Regions from separate parts of the Xenopus laevis genome. Here region 2 is linked to region 1. Evidence: chromatin contacts called from public Hi-C data. All regions are on one chromosome and are shown on one strand. Each heading gives the region's core, a stretch centred on a gene start, on an enhancer-like site or on the middle of the called end of the contact. The rest is flanking DNA. Distances are from core to core; before and after follow the strand shown.

What was found. Hi-C and Micro-C count contacts between places; a contact is called where the count stands out from the background.
Region 2: a contact with region 1 is called in a Hi-C map of the XL177 cell line, with 5 times the contacts expected there. The contact joins the enhancer-like site here to the promoter of zfp36l2.S in region 1. A contact is called at or near these places in 2 of 4 Hi-C or Micro-C datasets (the XL177 cell line and the XTC cell line).

What each region holds. Positions count from the first base shown.
Region 1 is chr5S:20,132,338-20,138,543 of Xenopus_laevis_v10.1, forward strand. zfp36l2.S (ZFP36 ring finger protein-like 2 S homeolog) reads right to left here and starts at 2,965. Exons shown (of 2, transcript NM_001087141.1): 1 at 2,706-2,965; 2 at 1-314. The coding sequence starts at 2,756.
Region 2 is chr5S:20,305,606-20,311,790 of Xenopus_laevis_v10.1, forward strand. No RefSeq gene overlaps it. Among protein-coding and RNA genes, the nearest start is that of plekhh2.S, 95 kb to the right of the region's middle. Within about 2 kb of position 2,941, at least 1 of the 7 cell types and tissues checked has an H3K27ac peak or open chromatin away from gene starts, as enhancers often do.

The DNA.
Region 1 (6,206 bases), core at 1,715-4,214:
TTCTGCTGCTGCTGTTGTAGGTGCAGGAGATGCTGGCTACGCTCCCCATTCTCGCTGAATGAGCGGTCCCTAAACTTGTTTTCCCGGTTAAGCAGGGCGGTGCTGCTGGCAGCTGATTCATTTAGCTGGTTGTTGTTGTTGTTGTGGCAGAATTTGGCTGGGTTGGTGCTGCCACTGAGGGCCTGTAGGTTACTGGCAGAGTGCCGGCGGAGGAATCCTGGGAACAAGTTGGAGTTGGTGGAACTCACCGGGCTGCCCACTGCCTTCTTGTCCAGCATGGTGCTCAGGGCCAAGTTATTCAGAGCCTTCTCGTTCTGCAGGGAGACAGTCACGGTTACTCTCAAGCAAAGGGAAATCACCATTGTGCAGACAATTCTAGCAATCACCCCCAAATTATATTACAATGCCTCCCCTAAAGAAACTCAATATCATACAATTGCACAAGGACTTCAACCCTGTGCTTTCTATATTACACACTTTCCCTACAATAACACCCTAGCATGCATCTACTGAAGAACCCACTAAATGTGTGACTGTTGCCCAAAATATAAGTTCTCTAACATATGCTAGAACTCGGAGCCTACACTACACTTCCACCAGCCAGTGCCCCAGTATGCATCTTCTAACCCCCCCCCCCCCAATAAAAGAACAGCAACTACTTAGTATGTATGCACACATACTGGGTACTCAGTATGTATTTTCATATTTTCACACCACCTGACAGATCAAAAGCAAGTTGGTACCCAATATTCTGCTGCAAAAAGCCCCTCAGATAGCATGCAAATGATAACACGCCCCAAAACACCACACAATGGAAAACAAATAACGCATTAGCTTGCAACTTTACAACTCACAAACTTCCAGCAGGGCACAAACAAAAATACAGGACAGGAAAGGTGGAGCTCCAAAATAGACATCCTAGTATCCACATGGGGAAAGATGACCCCAAAGGGAAGGAGATCTCTTCCAATTTCAACCATGGGCTACAGGTCTACTTCTGAGACTCCCAATAAGTCACCTCTAAAGATTTAGCTATAAGGCACCCCAAACACTCTACCAAGCGTGTTTGAAATATGTCAACAGTCATACAAATAAAGCTGCAAACTCCGTTGAAGAAGCACCAAAAGCTGTCCCTCCCACACCATTCAACATTGTCCTGCTAGAGGGAAGCCATAATGCTCACACAGCAGTGCAACTCCATTTCAAACAGACCACCCCATTTGTAATGCAGATAAACTTTCCACACACTTACATGACAAAGGGAGAGGGGGGTGCAAAAAAAAAAAAAAAAAAAAAAAAAAAAAAACTGTACGTAACGTTATGGAAACTAGTGTGGATGCGAAACCCACCAAGTAAGCTGCACAATGCAACCCCAGCTATAATGCAAAGCAGAGCTGAATATTCAACATGTAGTACCGAAACTACTAGGGGCCCCAATAAAGAGGAAAGACTGCAGCCCCATCTCAATCTAATGCAAGTCACCTCCCCCCACGCCAGTAAAAGGTAACTAAGCAGACAGCAGGCTCTGGCACTGCCACCCAGCACATGGCAACTGCACTCCAAGGAGCCTCCTAACTCAAGCAACAAACCACAGAGGCGTCTCCTACCCATACTGCCTTGCAACAGGAGTGTAGACTATAGCGCCAGAGACACTGCTACTAAACAGAATGCTGCAACAACTTCAAGCACTGCAAACACAAGTGAGCCCCATATCTCACTGCAAAAGAAAAAAAACCCACAGCACAGGGAGCATCAAGAGCCTAGGGCCACTAACCCTGCACAAGCAGGGAACCCCAAGAACCCAGGGGCCACTAACCCTGCAAAGGGAACCCCAAGAACCCAGGGGCCACTAACCCTGCAAAGGGAGCCCCAAGAACCCAAGGGCCACTAACCTTGCACAGGGAGCTCCAAGAGCCCGGGGCTACTAACCCTGCACAGGGAGCTCCAAGAGCTCGGGGCCACTAATCCTGCACATGGAGCCCCAAGAGCCCCGGGGCCACTAACCCTGCAGAGGGAGCCCCAAGAGCCCGGAACACTAACCCTGCACAGGGAGCTCCAAGAGACCAGGGCCACTAACCCTGCACAGGGAGCCCCAAGAGCAAGGGACCACTTACCTTGCACGGGGAGACCCAACAGCCTGGGCCATTAACCCTACACAGGGAGCCACTAACCCTACACAGGAAGCCCCAAGAGCCCATGGCCACTAGCCCTGTGATAAAACTGCTTTAAATCAACTAGAGGGGAAAAAAAAGTACCAACTGGGGGCAATAAAATAAAGGGGCCCCAACACTGTGCAGTGTGGAGTAGAGGAACCTATTTCCAAGAGCAAGAGGCCCACAAACTCAACTCAAAAGAAGTTGCAGAGCACAAGAGTCTAGTCTGTGGGGCTTCATAGCAGGGGGACCCCAGTTTGGTGCAAGACTCCTGCTGGGAAGAGAAACCCCGCCCTAGGGCTTTAGCCTCCAGTGCAAGTGAGGAGAGAGGGACAGGGAGTAGACTCAGGGCACGGGAAAAGCAGCAACCACCGACAGCGGAGTCCATTCTAACAGAACAAGTCTCTCAACTAAACTACAACTCCCATAAGCCCCTTCGAACAGCTGGAGAGCCACAGATTCGAGTTGAGAAGCCGCAGACAATTCCCACACAGTTAACACTAGGCTAAAACATTTCCCCATCCCAAGTCGAGGCCAAAAGCAGGAACGTACCTTGTACAACAGGTCAATGTCGTAGAAGGCGGATAAAAGGGTCGCAGACATTTCCAGATCCAGTTTGGAGGTTTCTCGGCGCGTCCCCCGGAGGAGCGGCAAATCCCTCGTGCTTGAGAGGCTTTGGAATAGCCACGACTGAAGTCACAGGGGGGAAGGATGGTAAATGGACTGGTCCGTTTAATGGGGAATATTCCACCAGCGGCCCAGGCAGGGGGGAGGAGTGGGAAAGGCTGGTTGGTTAATATAAGTGCAAGTGTGAGCTGACGGACTAGAACTCCCCGGACAGCATGCAGCGCTCCACTATATAAACTAGCAGAAGGGAGCGGGGAGGAGGAGCCAGAGCCGTGACCCAGCCGCTCTCTGTGAGGCTAAGCACTTCCCCTTGGCGTCACCGCCTCCTCGTTTCCTATTGGGTGCCGCCAATTTCCTTCTGGAGGACCCGACTGACTTTCTCTCTCTTCTACACAGTCACACTGTGACACGACACCGTGCGCTCTAGTTATCTGCGGTTCTGCGCGTTATAGAATTGAGCCGCCTGTTCGATGCCTTATTTATGCACGCGTATATAGCCAGGGATCCATAACGATATGTTGAAAAATCACTGATCTTTTTATACTGAACAATTACGTGCTCAGTGAGGGGAAAACTTTACTTGAAAGATTCGTTTTGCTTGAGACGCGTGTTTTGAGTTTCTGCTAAATAATTACCTCACGGTTCGGGTGTGAGGCGGTTTTCACGTGGTGTATCATTTCTAATTTGCAGCAATGGCTGCACTGCGCCAGTCCCTTTAGAATATAATCGATCTTCTATGCCTGTGGGACTGTTACATTTATTGTCTGGGCATTGCCAGTGTCCTAAAGCTAAACAAGAAGAGCATTATAAGATTCCTGCTAATCCCAAGTGCAGCACATCAAGCTCAATGTAACGTTTACCTGTGGTGAAAGAACCAAGATTGCGACCTGTGACTGGCGTTGCCACCTTTTCTGGAAAAAAAAAAAATACCGGCTTTCTCACATATTTATCTTTATTTCCTATTAATAACATTGGGATCAACCATCATTTTTACCGGTCAGGTGGCAACCCTACCTGTGACTGAAAATCAGAACTACTGATAGGGATACATGATACAATTCCTGGAAATGTAGTGCGCTTGAGTGGCTGTGATTGAACTGCAGCTTCCAGCAGCTCACGGTCAAAAACCCAGCAGATACAGATTTGGCTGTGTGAGCCCGTTGCTTTATGTATTTCTAAAAGGCGTTATGTGCACGGTCGTCTAATCCGTTCATATAAAGCACCAGTTCCATTGCATAACCTTTGTCTGCGAGCCCCTTATTTGTTAGAATTTTGTAAAGCGCCACATAGCTTCTGAGCACGATGTAAATTAAGGACAGTGTTGCAATTCCTCCCCTTTGCAAATCGGGAGAAACTGGAGGGCCATAGATTAGATGTTCATGTTGTATCTAAATCCATGTACAGTGCAATGCTGCAGAAGATCAGAGTTGCTTAGTGCAGGTTGAGTCGTTCACGTATAACAGAAGTGAGCACAGGATCAGCGAGAAATTCAGGGGGTTAAATATTAGTGCTCATACTTATAACACACTGGCATATGTGCTGGAGTTTGGGCTGTCACTTTTCCCACAACACTTGTTCCCTCACTTTGATGACTGCCTTCTGGAGTGAGGAATCCACAGCCCCACTGCTTGTTGTTTTCTGCTTCCCATAGATCTCTCACTCCAGGGGCACTGACAGCAGGGTGTCTCAGTGAGGGAAACTTGACCACCCTTCCCTTCTTTCCTGTTTATTTCCTCTCCTCCCTTGTCTGTGTGCTAGAAAAATGCTCTGGAAACGAGGCGGAAACTTTTTTTTTCTTTTGGCAGTCTGGCCTTCCAGAGATCCTGAACTGACAGCGCAGCAATACAGTTACAGGATTAACCCTCCATATGACAGCGGATTATGGAATTCTTTTGTGCTTAGAAAGTTCCAGTCCAAGTGTGCAACACAGACCCTGTTTTTGAGTTCCAGTTAAATGTACATTTTGCTAAAGAAGCCAGAATAAAGTAGAAATTTTACAAAGCAGATTGTCGTAAAATCTATTCATCATACAGATAAGTCAAACATAGCAAGAAGTAAATTGAGCTGGCCTAGACCGTCTTGGATGAGCCCCTAGATTACAGAAATCTACAGCAGGCAGTGAAACAGTCCATGCAGATTTGCAAAGTTTAAAGCCTAGCACCACCACTAGTAAATAAGGCTGTGCTGGGCCAGGGCTCTTGTGTCAAAGGACAAGAAGTTGGCTTGTTAATCATATCACAAGACCTTGAACGTCTGCCAGATCCCTGGGAACGAGTCAACGCAGCCACATAGTGAAGGCATTAGATAAAACAGAGATGAGAAAGACTGAGTGCAGGCTAAATAAAGGGTGCAACCGCATATGCAAACCTATCGCATATGCAAACCTATCTCGTAGCATGCCAAAGCTAGGCCCTGAAGCCTGTAAATACAGGCAAACTTTACAGACATCCCCACTTTTACAGCAGCCTGTTTTTCTGAAAAAAACCTTTTGAGCAGTAAAGGCAAGCATGGGAGCGTAAATTTTACTATGCTGTTTGCTGACTTGAAAAACCTTACCTAGTTTATTTGTTAACAAGGCAATTTTTAACCAAAGTTGCAATATCCAAAACACAGGACTTTGTTCTTTTTCAGTATACACGTTGAACATTGGGTGAACATATTTGGATAAATATAGCACTTGGGTGTTTTTTGTCTAAAGTGCAGAACTCTAGTGTTTTTTTTGTATCAGGGCAGTACTTGTGTGTTTTGTAGATGTGCAGAACTGTGTGTTCTGTGTGTTCATTTTTTGTATAAGTGCAGATCTTTGTTCTTTATGGTATAAATACAGAACTTTGTTTATTGTATAAGATCAGTAATTTGTATTCTTTGTAGTATATGTCCAGAACTTGTGTTTGTTTTTGTATAAGCATTTTTGTGTGTAGGTGTAGAACTATATTCATTTTGTGTAAGTGCAACACTGTGTATAACTGGTTCCACAGTAGTATTATTCAAGTTTATTATCCAACCACTGTGTTTACAACTGGGATCTTAGCTTGCCCCAGCTGATTCATTTTGCCTTTTACTGTAAAATATAACTTGCAATGTCACCTTTAGCAACCAACCCTGGGATGAGCCACATACTGCTGCATTATTAAGCCTTGCCTTTCAGATAAGAAAATATGATCACCACTGTTCCTTGTTTCTGGCACACATTGCGCAATCTACACTAAACACAAGGCAAGGCACAATCAACAAAGGCTCGCGTTGCATCGTTTTTTTGTTACAGAGCAAAGCATGTACACTTCCTGCAGAGTGACAAAACTGTGGCACCAGACAGTGAATGTTTAACACACTTGCAGCTGTTGTTGAACAACAGCAACTAGCAGTGGCAGCAGCTGAAGGCTGAGGAGTCCTAGTTCACCAGAAGCTGGATAGTCTCATTTTGAA
Region 2 (6,185 bases), core at 1,691-4,190, 170 kb after region 1:
CAGTATCAGGAACTTTAGGCTTTAACAAGCACTTTATGGTTCCAAAATGTAATGCAGACACTGCTCTATTGTTCTTGCCTCCCTCAAACTTAATCAAGCGATTATAGCCTCAATAAAACTTGAGAAGAGGCCGCACCATGGTATAGTCAGGCCAGTGACAAAGCAATTATTCATGGTCGCTTTGAAGTCCCCGCTGGCTTTATCATGGAACTGAAGGGTAACAACTGCTCTTAGGAAATCATAGGTTATTGATATGTGCACAAAATGCAATAAAAAAAATTAAAAGGGACAAAAAAAAGAAATAAAAAGGTGCACATTAAAAATGTTAATTGTTTATGGAAAGTTTCAAGGCACTTTACAATGATGGCCAAACGATTGGCTCTAGATTACTGTATTGTTTCCTCTGCTTTAACAAAGCTCATTGCAAGCAGAGAAACAAACACCAAAACCCCAGATGGACTTGCTGTACTAAATAACCCAACTATGTGATGTTATACTGTATATATATATATATCGAATTTCAGAAGGGTCCTGTTCACACCAATAAACAAATCACCAGTATTTTATAACTCATGAACCACATTCAAACTGAAAATGAGAGTAATAAAATTAGTTCCACAGAGGTGGACTGAGTCAATGGGATCACATTGGGAATAATTTAATCTAATCTTCCAAATACATTGTTCCATGAAAAACCCAAATATCAGCCCATGTGTAGCACCCTGATAGCCCATGAATAGCCCATATGAAGAGTGCACTTCATCAAAAATATGTTACTATTACATGGACATGCTCCTCACGTGAGTCAACTGGATCAGAACTGAACCCTTTGTACAGATAATCTTCTAATGGATCTCAATTCTGAATTGCTTCATTGATGATGTGAAAAGGATATTTAAAGGGCATGTAAATTCATTACTTTGCTTAATGAAAAAGAAACCTATCTCCAATATACTTTAATTAAAACATGTGTACCATTTTTATAAGAAACCTGACTGTATACAGTGAAATTCTCCCTTACTGCTGTGGATAGGAATTGTCAGACGGTCCCTAAATGCTCTGCAGGGAAACAATCATATTTTGGAACAGCAGGGGAAGCCCCCGCCTTACTTCCCAGCCTTGCAGAACTCAAGCAGCTTTGTTTGTTTCCCTGTAGACCAGTCAGTGACTGTGTAGAGATTTGTATTGGATTTTATTTTTGCCTTTACATCCCCTTTACTGTTTCCAACTCCAGCTGCAGAGACAAAGATCATGGAGCCAGATTTAAACAGATAAACTGGGATTCTAATTGAAGGATTATTTTGCTGCAGCCACTGGTTCTGCAGAGTTGGAGAAAGTTTGTATTAAACAATACAAAAACTAAAAATCCACATTAGATTTCATGACAACACAGGACCCAGTGCAGTCTGTATATTCTGATTATTAATCAGTCTTGCTGTATCGGCTTCTGGCAGATTTTATTTGACTTGTGCTGTTTATGATTTATGACGATCCCTAAGCAGCCCAGACCACACTGAGCATGTGCACAGTCTTGGTCTTGCAAAGATGTTTAACACATTTACAAGAGTGTGACCCCCTGTGGCCAACTTTGAAAGCATAAATATTTTTTTGATTAGGCTTGTGGCGCAGTAAGTTCATGTTTATGTTTAGTATACAAAATACAGCATTTCTAGCCTTATTCTATTTTAGACTTTACTTCCCCTACTTTACTTGCAGACTAGACAACCATTAGAAATTAATTCAGTCTTTGTTTAGCTGACCCTGTAGTTTGTGATCTATATAATTATGTCTGTAGGATTAAATAAATGTATATACCTTTTATATAAAATAGGAATTTTAATATAGATTAACTTAATACGGAACTTTTAATAAAGAGTAACGTTTATTTTACTCTTGGAAGCCTGGATTTGGAAAGAGAGCTGGTCATTTGGTCATGATGCCTTAAGTTAGATATCCTAACTATTGAACCTTGTATACCACCTTAAGGAGAAAGAATCATCATTAATTAGGTCTTGATCGGAACAACCGAAATATGGGACATCCATGAGTTTGTAGTTTTAAAGTGGAGTTCCATGTTGCCATTACCTGACAAGTGATAACGTATCCTCTGTCAGTAATTGTATGTGTTGAACCATTTCATTGTACAGCACCGCAGAATATACTGACGTTTTTAAGACTTGTTCTGTACTTCTCATTCTATATAAGCTCTCAAGACTTGTTCTATACTTCTCATTCTTCTACCCCATGGATTCCAGCTAAGTGCTAACCTTCAACCTCCAACTCACAAGAAAATATCACAACAGTAATGCAGTCTACCATTTATTTTGACAGTTTGGCCACTAGGGCCCACTGATTGAAGTGGGGTTTTTCTCACTGTTCTGTATCTGTATGGGAGTTTCCACCCACAAGAACAAACATATGAATGTTACATAAGGTTCTCTGTACAGAATAACACATGACACTATGCTTTATTTAAAAGTGAATTCTGCCTACAAATAGAGCGTATCTCTCCTCCAGTATTGCTCTTTACTTGCCGTAGGAGACACACAGCAGGTAAATGTTTGCATCTACCATCTATGTGCATCTATGCACATGCTAACAAACCAATGCAGATACCAGTGAGCATTTCCAATAGTTAGTAATAGTTTCACATTTTTATGAGAGGGAATCATATTTTCGGACATCTAGAAGTGCATTTCATTCATAACTAACCTGTGTTTGGGAACGAGGCCAACACAGGTATCGGCGCTAGACACATGGGGAATGATAAAGATATTTCTAGGCTCTTTCCAACAAGCAGATACAGTGGTGTTATCCAAGAGAGGTCTCCCAGTTCCTATTTAGTTTGCTTGACCAGTTGGGGGGCAGTGGAAACTAATAATGATGGTCTGATAGATCAGATACCTGGTTGCCCAAGAATGGCTCCCTATAGACCACAAGCAATTTGATTGGGAGGCCTAGTTCAGGCTGGATCTGGGAAAGGAAGATTTACCCAGAAAATATGTTACAGGCATAAGGCCAAACTGGAAAATGTGTGACCTTATCTGATGTAGTGATCATCAGGCATTTACTGAATGCAGCCTATGAACACCCCTTGGATATTGGGAACAAGTAGGGGAGCAGCACTTTCCAGCTCACAAACGCCATTCCAGGAAAGCTCAATAGGCTGCAGCAGAGAGTGTCTAACTCCCATATGATATAGCTTGTGGGCTATGTAGCATTCACATACCTGTATCCACGGTACAATTTTACCCAGAATTTTTCAGAATTTCTTGTGATCTTTAAACCCTGCTGACAACTTTTTTGTAGGCGCCACCCAATCAGTTTAAATCAGTGATAGCTGGGCTTTTTAAGCTCAAGTTTCCCTTTCAGATGTAACCTTTGTTCTTGGACAACTTTAGCAAATACAATGGTTACAGTTATAGGTAAAAAGTTGTATATTGGTAAATGAGCCAGTTTCCCCCCCAAGTCACAGCAACATTTTGCATACGTGGTATTAAGTTCCTTTTAATTCTGAGTCCCAGATTCCCAGATTCAATTCTGAGTCCCAGATTCAAATGCTGGCTGGTTGTTCCGCACACAACTGGAAAAGCTGAGCATTTCATGCGTCTGTGCCAAATGTGTGCTCTACTCATTGGCCCTTCTATAATCCTTCTTGGCTAGTTAAAGCCTAATGGCATTGCCAAATTACTTGCAGCTAGCTCTAGTTAAACACTTGTTTGTGTTGCGGGCAACGATCCACCTGCCAAATTCATCTGGTACCAATAGTGTCACTACTGTTGCTACGGTGATATTTGGAACCATAACAATCCATCATGAGCTGATGACATTAAAACTGCAATTCCTAAGCAATGAGAGGTGGTGTATGATTCAGTGGCATGTGACCCACAGGGCTGAACCAGAGCCCACGCAAACAGCAGAATCAAGAGCATGGTGGCTCTCAGATGCTGCAGAACCTCTTGGGAAGCTCTTTAAAGCAGGGCATTCTGTACCTCTTGTATCATTTGCATTTAATCTGTAAGCTCAGTGTTTACACCCATATATTGTACAGCGCTGCAGAATACGTCGGTGCTGCATGTGATTAAGGATAATATGAAGGTGCAACTGTAAAATCAAGGCATTTAGTAGAACAGTCAGAGGATTTAATTAGGGAAGTACCAAATATGGGATTCAGTTTGAGGCTGAGAGTAAAGATTGCAGAGCGAAGGAACAGGGACAGCACTCCTAGGTAGGGATGGGCGAATTTTTTCGCCTTGTTTCGCCGAAAAAATGACACCGATAGACTTTTATGGCGTTGTGCGTCAAAATAAAAAGACGTGCGACAAAATTTTTTTGACGCCCATAGACTTTAATGCCCATCGGCGACAATTCGCCAGCGCCAGCGAAACGAAACAGATCAAATTCACCCAATTCCTACTCCTAGGATTTAAAGAATTGCCAAACAAAAATGGAAATGCAAAATAGGAAAGGTTTATGACTTTTACAAAATTTGGCAGGTTATGAAAGTTTGAACACATTTCTATGGTTTTTATGTGTTATTACAGCTTTGCTAATGAAGGTGAATTGCCCTTTAAGCTGCAAGTCACAGTTTCCCCGAGACCTTCTTATCTTAAATTGTTACAATTGTTTCTTTGCTTATCTTAAATTGTTATAAATGTATCCAAGTTCACTTGCTACGTTTTCAGGGGCTCTCTGCCGAAAGCCAATTAAGTTTTAGAAACGTTTTATCTTTTTCTGGTTGTTCAGTGCAGGAGATCAAAGAGAAAGTCGTGACATTTCAGTTACAATCCGGGTTGAGCTGTCAAAATCGGGACTGTCCGGTATGGAGATGTTTGATTTCAGTGGGTGGGTCTGGGGGGGGGGTGAAAAGCACAAGGAACTGCAAATTTATATACCAGCCAGATGACAATCCTACCGAGGATGGTCAGCCCAGTGCATGGGTGGTCAGATTCTATTATTGTTAGAGCCAATAATCAGCAGCATAATTTGCAGATGCAGGGGGTACCTACTATCATGCTGCAAAGCCACATTACATTTGTTGGTTTGGAACAATCAATAGGACAGATTGATCCTTTGAGACCATCCCCTAAACTGTCATACAAGCTCAGACAATCCCACAGCAAGGTCAAAATCAGCCAAACCACCAGATCAAATCAGTGCTGGGTTGCCATCTCCCCCTTTAAAACCTGAAACACATTTATTTATATGCTTTCTACACTGGATTGTGAGCCCCGCAGGATGGGGTACCAAGTGGGCCCCATTTTAACTGTATACACTACACACCCCAGTTTACAGCCCATCGCCAGAGGTTGGACTTAATATACTTTTTTAACTTTTTAGTATTTTTTTTTACCAATGCCTGCCCAGTACAATAATCATGAGTCTTATGAATGTGACATTAAAAAATAAATACCATAAAGCTGAAATGAATAGCTGCAATGGCAATGAAAATGCCTCTCATTTAAAGTGCTGCTCACCCCACTAATACTGATAATGATTTTATCTTTATAAAGCAAAAAATCTGTTTCCTTCCACCTATTCTGCAACATGGATCTGCGCTGCCATCTGCTGGCTGACTGCAATACTTGTAACCAGTACTTGGATCTGGGGAGACTCCAGGAATTATGCAGCAGTCGGGGGTATCTTGTATATCAGGGCCCGGGGCACCGGCTCATTTCGCGCCAGTGAAGATCATTCTCAACCAATTCTCACCAGCAAAACAAGAGGACATAAGGATATCCTTGCTAGCCATACATAAAACTACACATTTGATTGCATTGATTGAAATAATGTTTTCATTTAAAATGGATTCTTATAATTATACCTTAGTTGGAATCAAGTACAAGCTACTGTTTTATTATTACAGAGAAAAAAGAAATCATTTCTGGATAATTGGATAAAATGGAGTCCTTGGGAGATGGCCTTTTGGTAATTTGGAGCTTTCTAGATAAAGGGTTTCTGGATAACGGATCCCATGCTTCTATATATATATATATATATATATATATATATATATATATATATATATATATATATATATATAGTGTACAGTCAATAATTATGTACAGTTTTGCAGGTAAGACGAGCACACTCTAGATAACTAAAAAATATTTATTCACAGTGGGTGAGTAATCTGGATAATGGATTTCCAGATAATGGATCCCATACCTGTATATATATTTATT